3 separate regions of the Mus musculus genome follow, and all the other regions are linked to region 1. The links are chromatin contacts, called in public promoter capture Hi-C maps. All regions are on one chromosome and are shown on one strand. Each heading gives the region's core, a stretch centred on a gene start, on an enhancer-like site or on the middle of the called end of the contact. The rest is flanking DNA. Distances are from core to core; before and after follow the strand shown.

Region 1 (3,293 bases), core at 320-2,819:
AATTTCAAGTGTCCTGGCACGGCAGGAAACCTCTATTGCACTGTGAGTTCTACATATCCCTCAAAAACCAGTTTAATCTCACATCCTGTTTGAGAATACGGACTGAAAAATTTTAAAGACACATTTGGCCATGTTTCCTGTTCTCCAAACTTACCACCGATCTATACCAAATATATGAAATATACGTGTAATTGAAAAGCTGGCTGTCTACTCCTTACTCAATTTCCTGACTGTAGTATTTTATACACAAAGAGCTTTCCTAATACTTACAGGAAGTGTGGACAAGATTTTCGTCACTAAGAATGTATTAAATCCCATGTGTGCCTTTCCCGAAAAGAGTAGACTTTCTCCTGTCTGGAATTCACATTAAAAACAAAAAGTGTTCCAATAGAACAGGACTGCCTTTTAGGCAAAATTTAGGAACTTGAACTTTTTTTCAGGGTTACTTTCTCTTAAAATGTCCTTAAAGGACAAAATACTAGGACCCTTTGCACTTCTTACTTGCCCTGTGGCTTTCCCAAGTGAACTTTCCTTCCATTCTACTAGCACAGCAATGCTACTTCAGTGAGAGAAAGACAAATGTCAGTTACTTTCCCCAGAGGGAAACAGCAGAAGATTAAGGGCTGAGGTCTAGGGAGGGGCTAAAACCTTCCTGCCTAAGACCAGCCCCACCTGCTTGGGGCCCAGCCTTTACAGCCCTATCTCCACACTACCCGGCTCCATGTGAAACTGGTCATGTGAGCCTGTTTACAGCTGAGCAGCTGGTGCAACCATCAGGATCTGTGCAGAGGTCCAGGGAGGGGTAAGGATACAGGCCACTTACCTCCTTTCTCCCCTATGTAATTCCAAGAAGATACTTGCTTCGACCACCAACCACCCTCCCTCCCAGTCTCTCTACTTTCCTTCATGCCCCTTCAGGCAAAGCCATCCTGGGACGCCTGGCTCCGGTCGCCCCCCGCCCCGTTTCCGTCCAGTTGCTCGCGGGGGGGAACGGCTGAACTGCAGGAAGGGCGAGGACAGGGTCATCCCAAACTAGGTAGTCGACTGACTTCCCTCCCACAGCCCTCCAGGCAATGTCCGCCAAAGAGTTGTCCCTAGAGCTGCATCCCCAAGGCAACTGAACTCTTGTCGGGCAGGCAGCGGGAGGTTTCGGAGGCTGCCTTCGTCTAGGCAGGGGTAGCTACACAACTCTGCTGGCCCTGGAGACCCTGCAGAAGGGCCACCAACAGTCCAAGAACGGTGGACCCGCTGCCCGGTCCCCGCCACCCACCTTAGCCCGGCACTGAACAGCCCTGCTGTCAGTCACAGAGCCAAGCTCTGGCTACGGGTACTGGCATTGTCTACACCGGAGGGGGAGGTCTCAGCCATGTAAGTTCCATGTCTTCCCCGCAAGTCAGAGAAAGTGGGTGACGGGACATTGAGGGACTCTCACCTCAGCAACACTGGCTCCTCGGAAAGCAGCTGCGACTGCTCCCTGCTCCTTTGTCAGAGTCTCCAGACTGCACTGCCTGCTGGGATATGGGAGGACTCGACTGCCACCTCTCCCCGCCCAGGAGGATGAGTCGCAACTGGGGGGTGGGTGAGAAGAGGAAGGAAAGGCGGGCCCGGGGCGGGGTCTAGCCGGGGGCGGGGCTTCTGTGTTGCCACCTGGCTTCTGGGGTTTCTTCCTTCTCTATGCTTCAAACTACTTCCTTTGTCCTCTGGCCGCCCCTCCTTTTCCTCCGCCCCCCTCACCCGCCCCCAGAGGATTAGAGGCTTTCTCTGAGTGCAATCTCTTTGCACTCATTTGGTGGTGACCTTTGACGTCTGCCTCATTCACTCCTCTCCCCAACTCAGAATGCATTCCATACAATGAATACCCAAGGCTTGTGACTCTTCCTCTGAGACTCTGTATTAAGCACTAGCTCTCTTTCTCCACTCTATCATCGGCGCAAAGCAGACTGTTCAGGATTTGTTCATGCTGCTACAGTAGCTTCCTATTTGGATTCATTCTTTCTACTGTTACTTTGTCTAAACTATTGCCCAGACAGCAATCCAGTTGGCTCAGTCTAAGGTATAGGTGACCCTGCTGTTCTACTTAAAGCTTTTCAAGCCTGGCATGGTAGAACAAGACTATAATCCCAGTATTCAAAGGCTGAGGCAGGAGGATCCTGAGTTAAGACAAATTTGAGTTACAAAATAACAATTGACTTTTAAAGGGGAAATCTCTATTCTCAGGTCTGTACTCTATTCTTAGAGTCTTTCAGGCAGGTATGCTGCTACAGGGCTTTAATCCTAGCACTTAGAAGGGGAAGCAGTAGATCTTTGAGACTGAGGCCAGCCTGCTTATATATGAGACCCCATCTCAACACCAAGCAAACAACAAATGAGAGAGAAAAGACTTTTCGGCTAGGAACAATGGACAACTGTTAAGTCAAGCACCAAAGGGGCAAAGTCCCAAAGACCCCAAGGACTTCATATCTCAGCAGCCTGGCCTACCTAGCAAGACCCAGTGTGCTGGACACAAGACAGCCAGGATAGAGAAACCCTGTCTCAAAAAAGAAAAGTAAATGAAATGGAAAACACTTCAAAATTCAAACTTAATTATGTTCAAAAAGGAACAATACGGTCCAAGGGTACCCTCTGCACAAGTATAAGACCCAAAACCTTCCTCATTACTCTTAATCAATGGGTCTATAACAGTAGATATCACTTGGGCCCTAGGCTCTGAGACCTTTACTCACAGACTTTGTGCAATGCTCTTATCTGTCTTTTGAACACCTATCTTTCAGGATCCAGGGGAAATGTCACTTTCCCAACTAACCTTTCAGAATCTTCCATAAGAACGACATGTCTTATTTGTTTGTCTGAAACGTGGCCTGACTATAGCGCTAGCTGGTCTGACACACGTTATGGAGGCCAAGATGGTTCTAACTTGCAGTGATCCTCCTATCATGCTGGGATTACAGGCATGTACCACTAAATCCACCAGACGCTTTCATAAAAACTGTTGACCCCTATTCTACTAGCAAAGAACACTGCTAATTCTGTTTTGCAATTCTTCCTGATATAGGTAACCATGTCCTATTCCCTCAGAAGAGGCCATTGCTTCCAGCATCGTGCCCCTTCTACAATACATTCGTATATGTACTGGCTAGTTTTGTGTCAACTTGACACAGCTGGAGTTATCACAGAGGAAGGAGCTTCAGTTGAGGAAATGCCTCCATGACATACAACTGTAAAGCATTTTCTCAATTAGTGATCAAGGGGGAAATGTGGAAATCAAGAGCAGTGGTAACTTCCTGGGATCTATG
Region 2 (3,195 bases), core at 527-3,026, 580 kb before region 1:
AAGCTCATGGAATCCCACAGGCCAATTCTGTCAGGGTCTTTAATAAAACACACAGTGACATGAGACATCTACCTTGTTGACTTTGGTTCTCTAAGGAGGCAAAGGCAGCCAGAGAACAGGGCCTGGGGGCATCTGAATGCAGCCTTGCCGGTTCCCAGACACCTGTTAGATCCGGTTCCCAAGGTTTGAATTTTCAAAAAGTAGCTCCGGTATTGTTCCCAAGTCACTCACCTGTTAGGTCTTTTAAATTAGATTGTAACTTTTAAAATGAACTTAAACCATCTTTCCCTGGAGACCCCAGAGCCGTCATTTCCCTTTCTTTCTCTTGCTATCTGGTGCCCGCAAAACCCCGTGTTTCACAGCCTCCAGTCTCAGCCCGGCATGGGCTATAAAATTTACACTGTGCAACCGACTAATCAAAGCCTGAGGAGACCATTTATTTGTTCCACAAAATAGCATGTTTAGAATAAATAATATGATTAAGGAGGCGGGGTTTTGTCACCCAAGAAACCCCTCGAAAGTTGTGAGGAAGCTTTAAAACTTAAAGAGAAAATTTGGGTGACTGGGGAAAGCGAGTGATTTTTTTTTTCCATTTTTTATTAGGTATTTAGCTCATTTACATTTCCAATGCTATACCAAAAGTCCCCCATATCCACCCACCCCCACTCCCCTGCCCACCCACTCCCCCTTTTTGGCCCTGGTGTTCCCCTGTACTGGGGCATATAAAGTTTGCAAGTCCAATGGGCCTCTCTTTCCAGTGATGGCCGACTAGGCCATCTTTTGATATATATGCAGCTAGAGTCAAGAGCTCCGGGGTACTGGTTAGTTCATAATGTTGTTCCACCTATAGGGTTGCAGATCCCTTTAGCTCCTTGGCTACTTTCTCTAGCTCCTCCATTGGGAGCCCTATGATCCATCCATTAGCTGACTGTGAGCATCCACTTCTGTGTTTGCTAGGCCCCGGCATAGTCTCACAAGAGACAGCTACATCTGGGTCCTTTCAATAAAATCTTGCTAGTGTATGCAATGGTGTCAGCGTTTGGATGCTGATTATGGGGTGGAGTGATTTTTTTTTTTAACCCTTGAGTATAGTGTAAACTAGTTGTCCTCAACGTTTTTACATTCAAATGGGTTCAAGAACAACTTAGGCAAATTCTTGAGTGATAAATGGAGACAATATGGATGGAGAGACAGGCCTCATTTTTTACACAGGTAGAGCCAGGTTCTGACTCAAGGTTCTTTTTAGTGCTTTGCCTAATGTAGAACTTCTGGCTAAGCCATTGGACTGACCTTCGACAGGTACATAAGGTAGAGATGGGGATATGATGCAACTCCCACATTATTAGCAACCCTGACTCCAACCTAAGGTCTTCCAAAGCGAATCCTCCATAACATCCTGTTACTAAATACCAAATCTAGGGGATTAACCCTATGCAACTGCCTCTCCATTTCTCCACAGTCGGTGGTCACATAGCCTTGAGAATCTCCCACATCTAGTCTAATAGTCCCAGCGGTGCATGGGTTTGCCTAGCATTTTCTTGACCTTTCCTATTCTGACTCAGCGTCTTCTCCCTGCTTTCCTATCTCTTGCCTGGCAGAAGCCACCACAGTGGCCGCCCTACCGGGCATGCTCAGTGCTCTGGTCCGGCCTTGACTCCCTGACTAGCAGCAGTACTCAACCTGCAGCGACCGGTTCCTTCAGTGCCCGGTCCCTTTAAATCCATCCGCCTGGTTGCTAGGCAACAGTGCGGCCCGCGCTGGAGCTGCACTGCAGAGGCTCTGCCCCGGGCCAGCCTGGCCGGGTCGTGGTGGCTAGCACTGAACAAGGGGCTGCCTCCTGTCGGTAGTGACCGGCTTCGGGGAAGAGTGGACAGGGCTCTCCAACCGCACCCGCGCTTCCAGGTATGTCTGTGTAAGGGACATCCCGGGTTCCCCTGGCGCGCCCCTCTTTACCCCCTGACTCTCCCAGCAAGAGGGCGGAAAACCAAGGAAGTCCCAGCAGCAGGTTTTTTTTTTTTTCTCTTGAGAGCCCCAGGCTGGAGCTAGCGTGTGTTTGGAAAGAAAAGAAACAGGGCGTGGGAAAGGGGTTGTGGACAGAGAAGTGGGGTCAAGCTTATCCATTCACCCACTAGCTACAGGATCTGGACTGGGAGGTGAAAAGAGTCACCTGCAGTGGGGGTTCTAACAACATCTTGTTCCTGGCCACCTTCTTTTCCATAGAAGCAAGGATGGCAGGAGTTTCAGTTAACCATTCACAGAGAAAAATCCCCAAACTATGCATATAAAGATACAGCTTTATAGCAAGAATGTGACTCCCATAGTAATAAAGTCTAAGCCTTGGGAACTCAGGGGACTCCGTATCTTTTCTTCAAGAAGGGATAATTTCACACTAATAACAAAGAATTGAGGATCATAGCCACACACAGTGCTGAGTTTTCGGTGGCACTTTGTTTCTCTCTCCATATTGCCTAAACAATAGAAGGGACATTCTGTCCAGGGAAGTGGGCACTTGACCCATATGTTAGAACCCTGAAAGATGAAAGCAAAAAAAAAAAAAAAAAAAAAGCGGGACCATTTCTCTGTGTCATGTTTTTACAAATTAACTCTACTCGAAGGAGGGAAGCCAGGCCTAGGTTCCAGCCCTGTGACTCTTGGTAGGCACATTGTAATCAGCAAGCTTCTGTCTCCACCACAGGTGGCTTGTCTGTTCAATACATGCTCAGGGTAAAGAGATAACCGTGGTGAATGCAGTATCAGTGTGGTTCTTGCCCCACTTGACATTTGTATTGCCCGAGGAAGGAAGACGGTAGCATAACACTTGGAAAAATGGGCTGAAAACTTAGAAAGAGAAATGACTTCTGTCTGGTGCCACATTGCAGATAGACCCACAGACATTGTAGGTGTAGCATCTGTGACTTGAATGGACACTTCAGAGAATAACATGGGTTTGGGACATTCTTTAAATTATATTTCCTGTAGGGAGGTGGGGGTGGTGGTGGTGAACTGTTTTTTCCAGCTCAAGCTGGAGGAGACCAGTGACATCCGGTCTAAGACCTTGGACCTCAGGAAGGGTAAGTACAGTTGTTCTGGTTGTTATCTCATCCTGGGAGTTCAGAAGCTCAGAGTCTTGCCCAACATAAACCTTCAACTTTGTAAGCAAAGCATCACTCATCCCTGTCAGCACGCTTCCAAGAC
Region 3 (3,586 bases), core at 259-2,758, 630 kb before region 1:
TAGAAATTTCAGAGCCGCTTTAAGAAACAGTTTTACACTCTTCACATACCGCACAGATGGCCTAGAGATGTCACATTTTCATCTATTTCAAAGGGCTCTACTTCTGTTTAAACATTTATGGACCCATTTTCTCCATTAAACCTAAAGAAGTCAGATTAGCTCTTTGGCTTCATGTCATTATCTTCCACAGGAAAAACCTCTCTCATTTCCAAGTGTGTATCTTACCCAGGAAAATGCTGCAGAGGACAGTCTGAGGGGTCACGAGCTCCCTCCCTCCCATGATGGAATGTTTGTGTTGATGGGGGGACACCAATAAACTTCAGGGACACAAAACTTGAAATGTGTTCAATGAGAAAGGATATTTTAAATGTTGGAACTTTTCGAAGCCACTTAGTGACTAAGATAGTTCTTAAAACATTTTAAATATAAATTAGCAAAACTTTTGAAGTAAATATGAAATCTGCTTCCTATAGTGCAAGTATTGGCTTATTATACTTTTCTTCTTGAACTGGGTTCCTACAACTAGAGATTTTTGCCTCCACTAAAAATATATTACAAAACCTGACTCAACTTCGCAAAACCATACCTCAGCCCTCCAGAGAAAGCTCCTTCTAGCTAATACCTTTCTTTAACACATCTGCTCTCCATCATATATACTAGAAAGTCGCTGTACAACTTCTAAAATTGCAAAGAGGACCCAGTCTTTTACCATTTCGGGATTTTCTCTGGTCTATTCCCGCATCTTCAGCAGCGGCTCCAGTAGAGATCTGTGAACCTCCTGGGAACGCAGGGTGTGCTCCAGCCAGTCATGCCACGCGCTTAGGTCTTCAAGACACCTTAGCGGCCACCAAAATTAAACAGAAAGAAACAAAGCATTATGGGAAACGGAGTTCTCCATTCAAAGCCCCCAAAACGCGCCAAGCTTAAGCCTCTCCCTCCATTCTCGGGTTGGTGGGAGGGAAACCAAGGTAGGTCGGGAGTCCTCCCGCCCCACACCCCACGTGCACCCTGGCATTTGACCACCCACAAGTTCTCCAGAAACCTTCAGAGCAACAAGGGAGAGTCCTTTTCTCACGAGTTGCCTGGCACCCCTCAACTACACTCAGGTACTTTGCTTTTCTCAAGTCTTGCCAGCTCCATCCCCTCCCACCTTAGTTAACTCTCTGGGATCACAGCTGCGCCCGCGGAGGTACGCATCTCCTGGTCCAGTCATCCAGAACAAGCGCGTAGGGGATCTGCCAGTGACCCGCCCTGGCAGGTGGCGCGCGCGACCATCCCGCTGCTGTCCTGCCTGCCAGGATCAGGGAACCGCACGCATCTTCCTAGAGCTCCTGGCCCTCTGCTCTCCTAGCTGGTGGAGGAGGGAGGGCGGCGAGGAGCCACGTGCAGGAAACGCGCCCCGGCGGCCCACGCACACCTAACCCCCAAAGTGTCCGCGCAGCACCACTTGTGCACACGAGCCTGTGGCAGCGGTCCGTCACCTCGAGCTGCGTCCCAAAGCCCGATCCCTGGGAAAAGCCCGCCCTTCGCCTTTAATAGCCTAGGGGGGAAAGCCCGCCCCCGCCCACTCGGCCCACACAGGAATTAGGAAATGGAACCCCCACACCGCCCAGGCCAAAGCCCACGGTGCCCCAGTGACACACAGGACCCGCTCCCTCAGCCTTGCCCTTCTGTCCCCAACACCAGAGTCCTTCCTTAATCCAAGCACCCATGGGATGCCAGTCTAAACCAGTGCCACAGTCGCCTGCCCAGAATGGCGCACTCATTACTACCTTGTCCGGTCAGGCTCCTGAAGCGCTTGTCCCATCCCCCTCTGGAGATAGGCTACGAGGCCCAAGCAGTTGTGGGACCCAGGTGTCCCCACGTCCCAACGAGTGCGCGCATGCGCACTACCTCACAGCTAGATTGAAAGTGTCCCGAAAGTCTGTAGGAGAGAAGAAATACATACCCGGCATATCCACTCTGCCCATGTGAAAGTTTTCAGTTCTGGCATGTGAAGCTACTGCTGAAGTTTCACACTTGCTGAACGCCACCTTTACCCTTTAAATCAGTTTCCTAGCAGGCATTATGAATGGTAATGTCCCTTGGGTGCACGCACAGATGCCAATTACCTTGCTTTTCCCCCTTCCACAGCTAAGACTCATTTGAGAGAAGGCTGTTTAAAAGCACATCCCAAGTACAAAACTAAAATTATGATTTAGCGTCAATACAAAATTAAGCATACTAGGAGGTTATGGGGCAAAAAAGGATAACCATACTATACTTTCTCTGCTTTGTTGGAGGGCACGGGTCCAAGAGGATAGATATTTGGTGAGTTAGATGGTGGAAAGAGTGATTGACCAGATAACAAATAAACCTGAAGTTACTGAGCACGCACTATCAGGAGAGGGGACACTGGAAGGGATGAGCTGGGGCTCAGAAACGAAGACAGGTCCCTTACTCCCTAACACTGTTGCCTTGGGTGATTGTGGCAGTTCAAAGCTCAAAAGGGAACAAGAGCACCACGTGAGTTTCAATCTGGTGCACAGTAGGGGTTCAGGCGAGCGGATTACTAAGGACTGAAAGACTCCTAAGACTTGTCTCCTGCTCCCTGGCCAGCGGTGGAGCTCAAGCAGAATTGCAGGCTCAGCTCAGGTCTCAGTGATGCAAAGCACCCTCGTTACTCCAATGTGTGTTACTCCTACAGGTGGGCTGCCTTCCACTTTCAAACACCCGCACAAACAGACCTCCCACCGTATGCCAGAGCATCTGTTTGATGCTTTCTGGAAACTATGCAAGCCCAAATTTAATATCCAATCAGATCTCGCTTGTGAGAGTTGCATGGACTGCAATCCAACTTTGGACCTTTAAAGGTAGCTAGTGATGGAGAGGTGTGGAAACATATCTCAGACCCTCTTTTAAGAGACATTGTATTAAAGCAGGATTTAAAAAAAAAAAAAACCTCAATGAGCTCAAGCAAAACCTGGGGGAGGGTTGTAAAAGTGGCGCGAAGATAATATCACGTGGTCGGACCCCAGGATGTCTCCTTCCCCTTTTGTCACCCCCCCGGGGGGGAGGAGTTGGGGAGTTACATCCGCTTCTCGCAAATTATTAACATAATTAATTGTGCCCTGCAGCTGCAGTGGGAGCGCTGGGAACGAGTAAACACATTCCCTTGAGCATCAGAATGAGAAAACCCATTACCCCGATTTTGGAATATTTTCCCAAAGAAACCTCACTACCAACAGTCACCCGGACTACGCGTCTTGGTTAAGAGACAGAAGAGAGCTGGAAGAGATGAAAATATCCTATGAGATGAGTACAAGTAGATGCAGCCTGCCTAAAATGAAATTAAGAGGATGGTTTCAATGCCGTGGTGAGGGACCCCACTTAAGAATTTCCAAATTTTAACAGTTCATTAAACAAACTATCCTCCCATGGTCTTCCCACCCCCACCCCAGTTTTCAACCCTCTCCACCCCTCCCTTCTAAAGTCAGAACAATACCCCGAATAAGGTATTTTAGGTAAACTTTTCCAGGATATTTTCTTGTTTTTGTTGTTGTTCCTTTGTTTTTAAGTTTGCACTATATAGAATGCCTGGATCGAG

What was found. Promoter capture Hi-C pulls out the DNA fragments that hold promoters and counts their contacts.
Region 2: a promoter capture Hi-C map of liver shows a contact between it and region 1, with 3 times the contacts expected there. The contact joins the promoter of Ccdc160 here to the promoter of Mospd1 in region 1. A contact is called at or near these places in 5 of 39 promoter capture datasets (the C10 cell line, liver and pre-B cells).
Region 3: a promoter capture Hi-C map of pre-B cells shows a contact between it and region 1. The contact joins the promoter of Kis2 here to the promoter of Mospd1 in region 1.

Annotation. Positions count from the first base shown.
Region 1 is chrX:53,368,990-53,372,282 of GRCm38.p6, forward strand. Mospd1 (motile sperm domain containing 1) reads right to left here and starts at 1,570. Exons shown (of 6, transcript NM_001290514.1): 1 at 1,433-1,570.
Region 2 is chrX:52,789,424-52,792,618 of GRCm38.p6, forward strand. Ccdc160 (coiled-coil domain containing 160) reads left to right here and starts at 1,777. Exons shown (of 2, transcript NM_001034059.1): 1 at 1,777-1,902.
Region 3 is chrX:52,743,085-52,746,670 of GRCm38.p6, forward strand. Kis2 (Kaplan integration site 2) reads right to left here and starts at 1,509. Exons shown (of 1, transcript NR_003188.1): 1 at 1-1,509.